Linked DNA regions of Pan troglodytes: region 2 is linked to region 1. A link is a contact called in public Hi-C data. All regions are on one chromosome and are shown on one strand. Each heading gives the region's core, a stretch centred on a gene start, on an enhancer-like site or on the middle of the called end of the contact. The rest is flanking DNA. Distances are from core to core; before and after follow the strand shown. Region 1 holds the start of AHDC1 (AT-hook DNA binding motif containing 1). Region 2 holds the start of CD164L2 (CD164 molecule like 2).

What was found. Hi-C and Micro-C count contacts between places; a contact is called where the count stands out from the background.
Region 2: a Hi-C map of induced pluripotent stem cells shows a contact between it and region 1, with 4 times the contacts expected there. The contact joins the promoter of CD164L2 here to the promoter of AHDC1 in region 1. A contact is called at or near these places in 3 of 7 Hi-C or Micro-C datasets (blood, induced pluripotent stem cells and stem cell-derived neural progenitor cells), 1 of 1 datasets of contacts at active chromatin or transcription factors (stem cell-derived excitatory neurons) and 1 of 1 other capture datasets (stem cell-derived neural stem cells).

Annotation. Positions count from the first base shown.
Region 1 is chr1:203,385,878-203,390,322 of NHGRI_mPanTro3-v2.0_pri, forward strand. It overlaps AHDC1 (AT-hook DNA binding motif containing 1), which reads left to right and starts at 2,034. Exons shown (of 7, transcript XM_063804077.1): 1 at 2,034-2,094; 2 at 2,759-2,856.
Region 2 is chr1:203,605,453-203,609,897 of NHGRI_mPanTro3-v2.0_pri, forward strand. CD164L2 (CD164 molecule like 2) reads left to right here and starts at 1,996. Exons shown (of 6, transcript XM_016957195.3): 1 at 1,996-2,447; 2 at 2,932-3,099; 3 at 3,200-3,271; 4 at 3,779-3,823. The coding sequence starts at 2,360.

The sequences.
Region 1 (4,445 bases), core at 784-3,283:
TTACTTAACCTCCCCCTCCCATGCTTTTCCCAAACTCCCCTTCATCTCAACCTACTGGGGCTCTCCACACCCCAGAAACCATCCTATACTATCCCACCCAACTCCCTCCTAAAACTTGATTCAAACTGAGTAGAGTCTTCATGACTACAGGCAGAATCTAATGGGTAATGGGGGAAGGGAGAGAAAGGAGGAGGAACCTGGGTCTCTTTCTCCCTCCCCAACGCCGAAGTCTGTCTGTCCTATAGGGGGCCAGCTAGGGCAAGGTGCCAAAGCCTCATCTATTTGGGATCACTTCAGGCCCAGGCTTTGGAGCTGCAGAATCTCTAATGACTTTAGCCACTACTTTTATGAGCATCTGACCTTATATTTCCCATTCAATGAATAAATCTTTGAACCCAAGTCCTAACTTGTCTGCAAGGAGAAGCTGCTCCAAGATGAGGGCCTCTCCAGTCGGTCATGGCAGCCCCATGATGCCAAATCAATAGTGTCCCATTTAGAGCCCTAGACCTCTCCTATTACTGCTGCACACACCCTCTGCCAAGGGCCAATAGAGAGTGTTCCCCAGATCCCCTCTCTTGTCCTCTGGGGGTACTGGACTGCCATAGAGAAGGAGCTTGGAAGGAGTGAAGGTGTGGGGAAGATAGTGACCAGGGAGTTGCGGTTGGCAAAATGTCACCAGCTGCCTTTGTCACACACTGGCCAACACCCTGCAAGGCCAAAGGAAGAGTCAGAAACAGGTAGGCCAGAGACAAAGGCACTGCTCTAGGAACTTCAGACCTGGAGCAAGATAGACAAGGCCAGCAGACACAGGGTGTGGAACGTCAGACACACAGATGAGGTGGTCCAGTGAGGTGGGACCACCGCAGGGCCAGTCAGGGCCGGCGTTGGTAGACACCTAGGACACAGGACACGACAGCCACTATGCATTATTCATCTCCGTGTCCCTTGCAAACCCTGCATACCTCAGTTAACATTTGTTGAAGTGCCAAGAAAGGACACACAGACACAGGGAGAGAAGGTCAGTTACAGAAATGGAGGGAGCCACAACTCCTTGTCATAGCCCAGGGGTTAAGCTTGTGGGATTTGGAGTTAGTCAGACCCTGGTTCAAATCCAGCTGGGTTCAGCCACTTGCTAACTGGAGAACCTGGACCTCAGTGCCCCCATCTCTAAAGTGGAAATAACAGCACTATTTTACCGCAGCAGTTCAGCCATCTCCGGGGGCGGTAACAAGGCCCTCAAGCAGCGCACATTCCCATCTGTGGGATAGGCTAGGCAGGGGGCCCAGGAGCCAGGGGCTGGAGAACACATGTGACCTGAAGAGGAGGTAGGTGAAAGTGCTGAGCCCAGCCCCCGGCCGCGGCAGGAGGTCAGCACCGTTCAATCTGAATCCTGCTTCCTGACACAACGCAAATGCTCAGCAGAATTCGGAAAAGGGTGTGTGTGTTCTATCTGCGGATTATCCAGGACTTTTGAGCCCTCGCCGCCCTTGGACATATAGGAAAGCTGGGAGTTGCAAGGGCGAAACCGAGGTCGGAGTTTGAGAGGAGGGGTCACTGAGTGAGGAAGCAGCGCTGGCTGGGTCTCCCCTGCTCCCCCGCCCCAGCAGCCCTCCCGCCATATATACTTTAGCTTTACTCAATAAGAAACCTTTTCAGAAAAGGATAACGTCCCCAGATTGAGAGAGCCGGTCCTCTCCTCTGCCCTCTCCCCCTCCCATTTAATTGGGACGCCCCAGAAAGTCGCAGCCCCTTTGGCTAATCCCCTGGTTCCCTATTCCACTCCCATTCCACTCTCAGACCCCGCCCCTTCACTCCCACCCGCAACCTCCGCTCGATCCAGAGCCCCCCGGTGGAGACAAGGAACACGGGGACCATTCTTAACCCTTGGGGAGGATCTTCGCCCGTTGGTAAACGAGGACGCGCTCCAGCCAGACGCGCCCCAGGCGCGGGGTCCCCGGGGCTCCTGGCCGCGCCGTCGGAGCAGCCGGCGCGGCCCCGCCCTCCCCGCGCGCGGAGCGGCCGGGGCGGGGACTACAAGTCCCGGCGTGCCGCGCGCGCGCTCCCCCCTGGGGTTCCGGATGGTGAGCGGCGAAGGTAAGGCGAGCTCGCAGAGGCAGCGGCGGCGGCGGCGGAGACGGAGAGAGGCAGGCAGGCAGGGCGAGGGCGAGAGACGGAGGGAGGGAGCGAGCGAGGCGGACCAGACAGACAGACAGGCGGGCGGGCGGGCAGAGCGAGCCACCCGCCAGGCTGCGCTCAGCCCCGCTCGCAGCGGAGAGAGCAGAAGGCAGGAGGAGGGAGGGGAGGAGGGGGAGGGAGGGAGAGAGGGAATCCAGCTACCACCACCCAAAGCCAGCGTCTGCTTTCTGTCCTCATTTCCTTTTCCCACCCAGCTTGGAGAGCAGAGAAAGGCAGAGAGAGCGAGAAATAGAGACAGTCTGAGAGACAGACAGACAGCCAGAGAGAGCGGGAGGGAGGAGGGCGGAGGAGGAGGAGCAGGAGGACTACGCGGGGCGCGTTCCCTCCCAGGTTTGCTATTGGGGGGGTGGGGGCGGGGGTGTCCAGGGCTGGGAGAGTGTGTGCGCGGCGGGAGGGCGAGGGGGGCGCAGAGAGAGCGAAGGAGTGATCGAGGTGGGGGGGCGCCGCGGGAGCGGGGGGCCGTGTCCAGCGGAGTTAGCGGCGGAGAATGTGAGCCGAGGCGCGAGCCATGCTGTCAGCGACGGCGGGCGGCTCAGGGCTCCTCCACGACTCCTCTCCTCAGCAGCCGGGCGCCCGCGTCGCTGCCACCGCCGGAAGACAGACGTCCCCCAAAACCCCTCGCCTGGCTCGGACCCACGGAGCCGGCAGCCCAGCACTCCGGTGAGTGGCGCCTCCTCCCCAGCCCCAGACCCCCGCTGGGGACCGGCCGGCCAGGCTCTTTTGTGCAGCGCACGGGGGGGGCCTGCGTCCCCCGGTCCGGTCCGCTGGACCCGGTGGCTGCGGTGCCCGCGGTGCGATCGGTCTTTGTTTCCACCGGGGCCCGCGGCTCGGCTGGGCTCGGCTCGAAGCCTGGCAGGCAGCGCCGGGAAGGGGGAGGGGGAGGTGGACGGGGAGGGGGGGCGGGGAGGGGGGGTTCTCGGGTTTCCTGGCCGCCCCGCGGCTCCCCCGGCTCGGGGGCGAGGTGCGCGCCCAGCGCTGCCGCGCGCCCCCTCCTCCTTCCCCCTCCCTCCGCCTTTGGATTTAAAACTGCAATTTGCTCTCCAGCTTGCTGAGAATGTGGTGGGGGGGGAATGAAGGGGGGACCGTGGGAGCGGAGAACAAGGCTGGATTTTAGGATCGGCGCTGGGAAAAGGGGAGACTGCGGAGGGAGGAGCCCCTCCCCTCCAACCCCCAAATCCCTAGGATCCACTGGCTCTCGGGGAGTTGAGGGGCGGGGACCTAATGACCCGGAGGGGGTGTGGGGCGGAGGAGGGATTTGGGGGCGGCTAGGGCTGGAGGGGTTGGGCCGCGTGCCCGGTTACCTGGCGAACAAAGTCGGCTCACTTTTGCATAAATAAATAAATAATCGCTTATCAATGCGTTTCCTCTGGGGCTCTGATTGAATCGGCCCCCTCTTCCCCAGGGGGTGGGGTGCTGAGTGACAGCTGTCAGCCCCCTAGGCAGGGAGCTGGGGTGAATTGCTGAATCTCTGCTCGCTGCTTGAGGGCGCCTTCCCCTGCTGGGTCTGGGTCCCCGGGCAGAGCCAGAGGGGCAGGGGGCTGGCTCTGAGTCTAGGAAATAACCTTGTTTCCTGTTCTACAGGAAAAGGGACAGCAACCCAGAGTTTGGGGGCTGGGGATGAGGACTGATGGGAGCTTGGGGGGGTTCCCCAGCAGCCTGACCCCCCAGCCTCCTGCCAGGCGAAGGGGCCAGCTGAGGGAGGAAGGATGTGGGCCTTGCTGGCCGGAGGCGGGAGCTGGGGCTGTCCCTGAGGCGGGCAGCGGGCACAGAGCGGGAGGAGGGAGAGAGAGAAGCGGGGGCGGGAATTCTCTACCGCAGACCCTGGGGGCCAGGGCCAGATGTGGAGGGGTGGGGAGTCTCCCCTCCCTCCCAGCTTGGGGGCCCTGGGGCTGGGCTGGGAGGGGCTGAGCCTGGTGCCCTCGGTTCTGCACCAGTGCCTGACTGGCAGGGCCAGCTGAATTTGGGCCCAGGCGTCACCCTGGGAGGCAGGGCCGGACTGCACCAGCCTGGTCCCTGAGCACAAGGAGGGACCCTTGGGGGGCCTGTGCCTGTCTGGCTGGGCAGGCGTTTCCCGCCGGACCAGTTGGTGTCAGGCGGGACTTGGCCCCAGCTCCCTGGGCAGAGCTCAGGGTGTGAGGACAAGCTTTGCCTCCGGGTCAGGGTGGCCACATTTTGTCCGCTGCTGCTGTCGCCGCCGGCTGGGCGGGGGCATGTGCCCGGGCCTGGGCAGAGTCCTGCCAGGGGCATTT
Region 2 (4,445 bases), core at 746-3,245, 220 kb after region 1:
GAGGCTGAGGCACAAGAATCCCTTGAACCTGGGAGGTGGAGGTTGCAGTGAGCTGAGACTGTGCCACTGCACTCCAGCCTGGGCAGCAGAGTGAGACTCAGGCTCAAAAAAAAAGTTGCTAACTGGAAGAGATATGGTCAAATATATGATTGGTGAGGGCCAGCATAGGAGGGGCCTGGAAGCTGCTGAGATGCAGTGAGGCGTACAGAGGGAATACAAGGGGACAGAACCTGAAGGACTTTTTTAAATTAATTAATTAATTTTATTTTTTATTATTTTTATTTTATTTTTTTATGAGACTTTAAGTTCTAGGGTACATGTACACAACCTGCAGGTTTGATACATAGGTATACATGTGCCATGTTGGTTTGCTGCACCCATCAACTCATCATTTACATTAGGTATTTCTCCTAAAGCTATCCCTCCCCAAGCCCCCCACCCCCCAGCAGGCCCTGGTGTGTGCTGTTCCCCCTCTGTGTCCAAGTGATCTCATTGTTCAATTCCCACTTATGAGTGAGAACATGCAGTGTTTGGTTTTCTGTCCTTGTGATAGTTTGCTGAGAATGATGATTTCCAGCTTCATCCGTGTCCCTGCAAAGGACATGAACTCATCCTTTTTTATGGCTGCATAGTATTCCGTGGTGTATATGTGCCACATTTTCTTTTTTATATATATAATATATATATTTTATTATACTCTAAGTTCTAGAGTATATGTGCACAATGTGCAGGTTTGTTACATATGTATACATGGGCCGTGTTGGTGTGCTGCACCCATTAACTCATCATTTACATTAGGTATATCTCCTAATGCTATCCCTTCTCCCTCCCCCAGAACCCGAAGGGTCTCTTTTCCCCTGAGTGGGCAGTTTTGGGGGCCTCAGGGACACTCAGGTGGAGGTGCCGTGGACCCATGGGAGGCAAAGCAGAGGGAGCATGGCCTCCAGCATCATTCAATCCTAGCTTTACATCCTGGCCTGCTGCATTGAAACCCTGTGCCCCTGAGCAGCCTGCAAATGGGAAATGACAAAACTCATGCCTAGAGGGTAGCTGTGGACATTAGATGGGAAGTTGCATGTAAAAGCTCTCAAAATGTACATTCGGCTAGTAAGGGGTCAATAATTGCTAGCTATATATTGTCAGTTACAGGTGTGGCAGTTGTGAAGTCAGAACTGGCCTGGAGATGATTAAGAGATCTGTTGGCTCAAAAAAAAATTTTTAATGGGTGCATAGTGGGTGTATATATTTATTGGGATACGTGACCTGTTGGCATTCATTCATTCATTCATTTAAAACAGGGTTTCACCCTGTTGCGCAGGCTGGAGTGCAATGCCATGATCACAGCTCACTACAGCCTCAAATCCCTGGGCTCAGGCGATCCTCCTGCCTCAGCTGTTGGGTTTCAAATGGGGACTGATGGCAGTGGAATGTCCAGGATGACCCCAGGAGAGTGTGGAACAGGGCTTGGGACTAACCTGGGCCACCATCGATTAAGAGAGGGTTAGGAGAAGCAGATGGGGGAAGGAGGGGAGAGGAGGGGAGGAGGAAGAGGAAGGAGAGGAAGTGCCCCCTAAGGAGCCTGAGGAGAACCAAAAGAGGCTGGTGCCAGGGCAGGAGTGGTAGCCGTGGGGAAGGCTGCGGAGAGGCCCAGTTGGCCTAGTAATGGCGTCACCCCTGACCTGGCCAGAGGGTGTGGTAGGCCGGAGGCAGACACAGCGGATGAGGGGCAGAAGGGAGGCGGGTGGAGGGGTGCAGTGAATGGAGAGGGAGCACCGAAGCTGAGCTTGGGCAGCCAGAGGGCAGGGGCCAGCTAGGGCCCGGCCCAGCGGTCATGGGGCCTGGGTGGAGGGTGTACAAAGCGGGGCCTGCACCGAGCCCTGAAGGCAGGGAAGTGACCTCGTCTCGAATCCAGATTTTTGCCACTGCCTCTCTCCGTGACCTCGAACGAGTCACTCATCTTGTCTGAGCCTCAGTTTCCTCACCTGTGAAGTAAGGATCAAAGCAGTCGGTACTTACCAGAATTTTCAAGAAGCTGCCCTTGGAGGCACATAGTAACCACGCCAGCCACCAGTCCTGGACCCCACCTGCTTTAGTCCAAGCCCCGCCCCAGACCCCCGAACTCACCTGGCCGCGCACACTAGCCACGCCCCTAACTGGCCCCGCCTTCACCTGGCTCCGCCCCGCCCGACGAGCCCCGCCCCACCTGCCGCTCCCACTGGCCACGCCCCCACCTGGCCACGCCCCGGTTGCCCGGGTCTCGCTCCGCACACGCTCAGCCGAGCCTAGTCTGGGAGGGACGCGCCCGGCAGCTGTCCACCGCTCCCGGCCACCGCCCCCGGCCACCGCCCCCTGCGAGCCCATGGAGGCTCCGGGACCCCGCGCCTTGCGGACTGCGCTCTGTGGCGGCTGTTGCTGCCTCCTCCTATGTGCCCAGCTGGCTGTGGCTGGTAACTCGCGGCAGGGTCTGGCTAGGGGCTCGACGGGGACGGATGGAGCTTGCACCTCAGCCAGCCGTCTCCCCAGGAGCAGCCTGGGCTTGAGGGGAGGGGGCTTTCCGGCCAAGTGCAGGCCTCCAGGGGTGGGAGAGGGGGCTCCAGCTCTGTGTGGAGCCCTGTGTGTAAATATAGGCCCCAGGTGTGGGGGCCTAGGGAGCTTCAGGTGGTCTGGGGGAGGTGGCTCCAACTGAATCTGGGAACCCCAGGTGTATGCAAAGGGAGGGGCTCTGGGTGAATGTGGGGAGGCTCTAGGTGTGTGTAGACCTCTGCTGTGGAAGCTCCAGGTGTGCGCTGGGGCTTGGGGATCCAGGGGTGAGTGTGAGAGCCCAGATGTGTGCAGAGGGGCGAGGGCCACCGGAGTGTTGGGTGGGAGGGTGGGCGGGTGCCACAGCTTGGCTTCGAGGAATTCTCCCTTCCCACTCCACCGCACTACCAGGTAAAGGAGCTCGAGGCTTTGGGAGGGGAGCCCTGATCCGCCTGAATATCTGGCCGGCGGTCCAAGGGGCCTGCAAACAGCTGGAGGTCTGTGAGCACTGCGTGGAGGGAGACAGAGCGCGCAATCTCTCCAGCTGCGTGTGGGAGCAGTGCCGGCCAGAGGAGCCAGGTATGGAGCTGAGCCCTCCCCAGATTGAGTGCCCCCAGCTCTGAACCCCAAGGCCCTGGCCCCTCTCCCCAAACCTCCCCCCTGCACCTTCTCTCACCAGGACACTGTGTGGCCCAATCTGAGGTGGTCAAGGAAGGTTGCTCCATCTACAACCGCTCAGAGGCATGTCCAGGTAAGGGGGTTCTTGCACCTAAGCCAAGTTGCATGGGTCTCCCCAGCCATAGCCTGCCCCCCAGGAGGAAACAGCCTCTCTCAGGCGGTGGATTTTGCTCACCCATACCTGGGCCCGGTATCAGTTCTGCCTTTAGCTCACTGAGAAGTCCCCTCCTCTCTCTGCCTATTTCCTCATCTGAAAATTAGTACAGGTGTGTGGAGGGGATGGGAGTGTTAGCTCTTCTTCTAGTTTAAGGCGTAGCAAGGACTTTGGAAGTTCAGAGGGAATGAGAGGGAGTGCTTCCTGGAGGAGGTGGCATCAGTAATGAGCCTGGAAGGTAGAGATGGAGAGAGAGCACATCTGGTGGAGGGAACTGTGTGACTGGGGCTTGCAAGTATGTTGGATGTCTAGAGCAGGGACAGGGCTGCATCTGAATCGGAAGTTTAGCGGTGAGTGGGGGCTGGGGTCTTGATGGGAGTCAGGGGGTGGGAAGGCTGCTTTGCTATGGATCACCTGTCTCCTCAGCTGCTCACCACCACCCCACCTATGAACCGAAGACAGTCACAACAGGTGAGTACTCCCTGGAGACGGGGCAGTGGGAGGAGCAGAGGTGCAGGGGAAGACAGCTCTGGGCTCAGGCACTGACATGCTCTGTGACCTCGGCCCTGCGCCTTCTCCCTCGGAGCCTGTCTCTGCATCTGTGAAATGGGTTGGATGATGCCTTTCTCATAGAGTTGCTCTGCAGGTTTTATGAGAAGCTGTACAGTGCCCACTTCAGTGTCTGACTCACTGAAGGCAATCAAGAAATGACAGTTCCCATCCCTCCTCCCCATTGCCAGTTCTGGGAACTCAAGGTCACCCCTCGGGACTTGTCCTTGGAGGTGAGGGTGTGTGGCTCGAGTTGCTCAGGAGACATCCTCAGTGCCTGCCTACTGCACCTTCCAGGCCCAGAGAGGGTCACAAGGCGGGTTCCTGGTGGAGTAGAGGCAAGAATGCCACCCTTTGCTTCCCACTCCCTCTCAGGGGCTGGAGGTCACCAGACTTGGCAGGGATGGCTGAAGAGGCCCTTGGTTAATTAAAGCCAGAAACCGATCTCAGAAGCTGAATTATTGATGGCTCAGCTCCCTCAGCTGGAGCCCCGGATCAGCCTCATGTGGCTCATTTCTCCCCTCTTCTGCTCCTCATCCCCCAG